Linked DNA regions of Mus musculus: region 1 is linked to region 2. Evidence: chromatin contacts called from public promoter capture Hi-C data. All regions are on one chromosome and are shown on one strand. The core of a region is the stretch at or near the end of the contact, and the rest is flanking DNA. Distances in the headings are between cores, read along the strand shown.

Evidence for each region. Capture Hi-C pulls out chosen DNA fragments and counts their contacts.
Region 1: a contact with region 2 is called in a promoter capture Hi-C map of pancreatic islet. The contact joins two enhancer-like sites. A contact is called at or near these places in 2 of 39 promoter capture datasets (hippocampal neurons and stem cell-derived epiblast-like cells), 1 of 115 datasets of contacts at active chromatin or transcription factors (microglia) and 1 of 9 other capture datasets (pancreatic islet).

Annotation. Positions count from the first base shown.
Region 1 is chr3:97,664,945-97,667,644 of GRCm38.p6, reverse strand. Prkab2 (protein kinase, AMP-activated, beta 2 non-catalytic subunit) reads right to left here. Exons shown (of 8, transcript NM_182997.2): 6 at 930-1,063; 7 at 218-286. Among named protein-coding and RNA genes, the nearest start is that of Prkab2, 8.1 kb to the right of the region's middle. Within about 2 kb of position 1,299, at least 31 of the 459 cell types and tissues checked have an H3K27ac peak or open chromatin away from gene starts, as enhancers often do. A contact at or near this core is called in pancreatic islet, where this site is marked.
Region 2 is chr3:97,348,146-97,350,845 of GRCm38.p6, reverse strand. No RefSeq gene overlaps it. Among named protein-coding and RNA genes, the nearest start is that of Gm40101, 19 kb to the right of the region's middle. Within about 2 kb of position 1,280, at least 3 of the 459 cell types and tissues checked have an H3K27ac peak or open chromatin away from gene starts, as enhancers often do. A contact at or near this core is called in pancreatic islet, where this site is marked.

The sequences.
Region 1 (2,700 bases), core at 50-2,549, 320 kb before region 2:
GAAAGACTCCATGACTGACAGCTCAGTCCCCGCACAGACCAGAGTCTGAGGTTTAAATCCAACGGCCTGCAAGTTAGGAAGAGACGGCCCATCTACCATCTGACCGTCAGGGCCAAGTGCAGCTTTAGAAGCAGCAGCGAGTGAGTTACCGCTGAAGAGCTGGAGGGACCCTTACCCTTCCACGGGGAGGCTGTGGAGGACCGGGGCCGCCACTTACCTTAATGGACAGTGCATAGAGATGGTTCAGCATAACATGATTGGGCTCAGGAAGTAAGGCTGGGTCACACTAGGAGAAAAGACACCCCCGGCGCCAAATGTGATTAAACACAGACAAAACAAACAGCTTACTCTTCCCCAGAGCTCTCTGGAATGTTGGGAACTCTAAATAGGAATACTTTGTCTCCCACAAGCCATGCATTCCCGGATGATAAGATCGAAAAATCCTCAGACTAGCACAGAAATGCTAAGCCCCAACATCCGCTAATTTTCTCTAAGAGAATTAAAACAAAAACCTTGCTTAGAAATGCAGATGGTTTGGTTAAAGGGAAAAAAAAAAATCTTCCAAGGAACTATCAACTAAGTGAAATCGTGGTTAAAAATATTTAATATAAAGTTGTGAACTTCTGGGTTTCCCCCAATGAGAGTACCCCTTATCTTGTATTGTAATAGAAGTCAGAACACATACCAACTCTAGCAGTTTGGTTTTGATTAAACTAGAAACAGACATCTATAAAGTTTGCAAATGGTACCTAAAGAAGTTATAGTTCAGTCTGGGAAAAAGGATTCCACCGTGCTGTGCTGATGTGCACACGGCCGACTGCCGTAATCATGACACAACTGTGACACAATTCCAGCCCGAGGTTACTAATTTTGGCCTTGATGGTCCTAAGGATCCCCACATGCTCTAGCAACCTGCTCAGGATACTCACTGAAATATTCGTGTCCTTGTTAAGAATAACTTGGAGTAGGTGAGGGGGCAGGATGGGTGGGGATTTGAATCTCTCCTCAGATCGAAACACATACATTTCTTGACCGTAAGGCCCAGGGGGTGAGCTGGACAGGTCTGAAAAATATTTATGCAAATGTGAAGAAACTTGAAGCATTAGTGAGGATGCGTGGGGGAGCTATGACTGCACAGTCGTTGATCTTAATGCAATACAAGTCCTGGAGCGTAAGAACTCGTGGCCTACTGCAGCTGGAGCTGTCAGGGTAAAAAAGAAACGTCTGAATCAACCTGAGCATGGACCAGGAAGCTTCTCAACGGGCAGCGTGACGTAAGGAAGAGATGAGAGGCCAGGGCCCAGGCTCCAGGCAACCACCACCAGCTGTCAGCCATGTGACCTTGGACAGATCCCCTTTTTTTGGTCAGTTTACTTATCCACAGATAAATGTCTTCTTCATTGACAATGCTTTTGAGGAGATAAAAATGAGAGTGGTTAAGATGATGTGTGGACAAAGTGTGAAGAGATTAGAGTTCATATTTTTTTCCCTGCCAAAGTGACAGACTGCAACGTTATACACTCTAGGTCCATAACGATTACAGCAGACAGAACACACGCAGCTGCAGTCAAGAGCATGCAGTGTAGTCAAGGACCACGCTCCGTACTCACTGGGATGGCTGTCTGTCTCTGAAACAGCAAAGACTGGAGGAAACGTGGAGAAACTCAAAGCCCCAAACTACGGTGTTCCCATTGTGGGCAGAAATGCACCATAGTATAAACACGTTGAAAAACAGTACAGCTGTCTTCAAATAGTTAAACAAACTTTGTAACCCGGTAATCACATTACTGAGCGTAACAACTCAGATAAAATATAAGCCCACGCAAGAACCTCACCGTAACTGTTTATAAGCAATATATATGAGAGCCCCAAAGAGGAAACAAAACCCAAATGTCTGTCAACAACGGATGGAGAAGCAAAAAGGAACTGTCATACCGTGGACTTCTGCTCAGCCACAAACAGAAGCAAAGTACTGATACATGTTTCAACAAGGCTGAGCCCTGGAAGGCAGCCTGCTACAGTGAAAGAAGCCACACAATGTGTGGTTATATTTATACCAACTGTCTGGAAAAGGCAAAGCTATACCGCAGAAGCTTTGACGGACACAGGACAAAGGAGAAAGGGATGGAGATAGTCCTTCTTTTGAGGTGACAATGGTTCTAAAACTCAATATACTAAGAAAAAAAAAAAAGATAAATTCATGGTATCTGGATTATACTTAAAAGTGAAAAGCATTCAGGTTAAATTTACAAAATTAAATGAACTATGTTTTTATTGTTTTAAAATTTTACATTTTATAGCTCCAGAGAAAACATTTTAGTAGTAGATTATTTTAATAACTCAGATTTGCTTCAATATATAAGTATATAAGGCAAAGCAATGCTCTGTTATTAAACAAAACTCAACAATAGACACAACAGGTAACTTTTCAAAATACTTTCAGGTGTTCTGCTCAGTATCCACAAAACACCACCGGCAAATAACACAGGGCAATTTTCACGCATTGTCCTTTATACTAACATATACAAGTTGGACGTTGAAAAGTCACACACATGGCCACACCCACTATCTGTACATTCCTAATAAACGCTCTATGCCTTACATCACTGGGCTAGGAAACCGCGTGCACCCAAAGTGTGCTGTCCTCCCGCTACTGTCACCTGCTCACTGGTTACTTGCAGATCAAAAGGTAATCAGGGA
Region 2 (2,700 bases), core at 31-2,530:
ACTTGCTGCTCTTACAGAGAACCAAGGTTCTCTCCTAGTAGCCCGCATAGTGGCTCACAACCTAAAATTCTTTTTCTCAAATTTAGGCATGGTGGCCCACACCTTTAATCCCAGAACTCAGTAGGCAGAAGCAGGCATATCTCTTTGAGTTCAAATCCAGTCTGCTCTACAGAGTGAGTTCCAGGACAACCAGGGCTTGTCTTGAAGGCTTAAAACAACAACAACGTCCCTTGCTCACAGAGGCTGCGGTTCATTCTGACATAACCTCCCTTTCCCCACCCTGATCCCCTCTACGACTTATTTAATCTTCACAATCTAATGGAGATGAACATGCAAACACGGAACTTCAGAATATAAGCAATTGTTTTAGGGGGCTTTATGTACCAATAATCCACTTCTTCTTCATTCTGATTGATGCTCTGGCGTATGCGTGCACTGCAAGGTGTCCATTCACTTTCTTGATAGAAAGTTGGGCTGTTTCCAGCTTAGAGTTATTAAAAATAAACCGCTGTAAATATTTTTGCACAAATCTTCTGTGGACATATTTTTCATTTTTTCTTGCAGCACTCATTCAGAAAAGAAAAATATTTACACTCTCTTGAGTTATAAGACAACCTCCAAATTCTCCTATCCTTAACTCTTGAGGGAGAATGGTTACCTTAGACAACACTGGATACTAACTGAGTCCTCAGGAGATGGCCTGTGGAAATGGCGAAAGAGGAGAATTTATACAATTAGTTGCTTCTCCTAGAAATAACAATCTTGCAATTTTCTTTGTTGTGTGACAGTATAAATACACATTTCAAAGACTGCTTTGAAAAGCAATCATATCCAATGTGCATACATACAGAAATGCATAAATTATTATATATTCATGCCGTACTGTATTCCACACACAGCTCAGTCACTCATAGAACAATCTATGATGACAGTTTTTAAAATTACTGCAAAATGCTCCAAACACTCCAGGTACCAGCTGGGCTCGTAGCTTCGTTCCCAGCTAATGTGCTAGCAATCTATCTCCATAATCCTTTCCAGACCCTGTTTCCTAGGATCATTTGTGACATTTTTTATTTTGAGTCAAGTTCCCCAGGAAACAGACTCTGAGACGGAGATTAGTGTTTGCAGAGACTGAATGAACATTTCCGTAATAGAAACTTCTACTGACCCTGTGCAGTGTGCGATATTTCTAGAGTCAGCCTTTGTACCTCTCACCTAAAGGAGGCATTAGATAGGAGTCACCTCAAGGAAGGAGGCCTCCCAGAGCACAGCAGCTCAGGGCAATTATTAGAGAGGGCTGAGGGGGTGTGGCCAAAGCAGCACAGCATCCACTGCATAAGAGCTGAAGCCTAGCTAAGTAGCCACGAATCATCATCTAAGAGTTTGATGCCTGAAAGAAAGGCCTAGGCAAGAGGGAGATTTAGAGTCTGACATTTAGGTGAAACAGAATTGGGTGATTCCAAACCTAGACATTTCAAAGTAAATTGTTTAAGGTGAGCTGGATTAGTGGTGCAACCCTGTAGTCACAGCTACTTGGGGGGGGGGGGTTGGGGGGGGCTGAGACAGGAGAATCAAATGTTCTAAGTTGACCTGGGACCCAAAGTGACTCCATGGCCAACCTGACAACTTAGTGAAACCCTATTCCAAAATGAAAAGTAGGGAAAAGAGAGAGACAGAGAGGGGGAGAGGGAGGGAGGGGGAGAGGGAGGGAGAAAGAGAGGAAAGAGAGAGAGAGAGAGAGAGAGAGAAGCTCAGTGGAAGAATGCTCACCTGGTATGCATGAGGTTCTCTAGGTTCACTGTCCAATAATGAGAAAAACAAGGAAGAAGAGGAGGGGGAGGGGAGGAGAGATGGAAACAGAGAAGAATTCAAAGTAAGTGAGAAGTAGCAGTGAGTGAGGTGGGAAGAACACTAGGAATGTGGGGCCAGGAACGCAAATGCCAAGAGCATCTTCAGAAAAATGAAATCACCAATGGTATGCAACACTCCAAGTTGGTCCAGGGAGATGAGGACCATCATATCGAGCTATGTGAATGCCACTAGCAATCTTTTTTTTTTTAGATTTATTGATTTATTTTATGTATATGAGTACATAAACTGCATGCCAGAAAAGGGTGTCAGATCACATAATTGATGGTAATAAGTTACTGTGTGGTCTCTGGGAATTGAACTCAGGACCTCTGGAAGAACAGTCAGTGCTTTTAACAGCTGACCATCTCTCCAGCCCAGTCACTGGCAATCTTGACAAAAGGTAAAGTAGCGTGGCATAAAGATGTGACTGGAATAGGATTTCAGGCAGAGGACGGAGAGGGATGAGAAGCAGTGAAAATAAACTGGTTGAGGGCTTTGCAGCAAGGGGGCAGGAAAGAATGCACTGGAAGGGAGTCAGAACTGAGCAATTTTGCAAACTGATGAAATAGGATGCTTATGTGTGACAAAAAAATGATTAGTCACAAGAAACAAAGTGATAGTGTCAAGAAGGGGTTGACACTGGGGTGGTGACATCTTGTGTAGATGGTGTGAAATCACGCACATGGCAGATCCAACAACCAGAGTAAAGAGAGGCAAGGCTGAGTGAGTGAGAGACGCTGGGAGCACTGGAGACATTCTTTTGATTGTTTTAGTTTTCTGTGACAGGAATCACAGGAACGAAAATGGAGGGGAGGTTTTTGATGAAGGATGGGAGGGTTTTAAGCAATC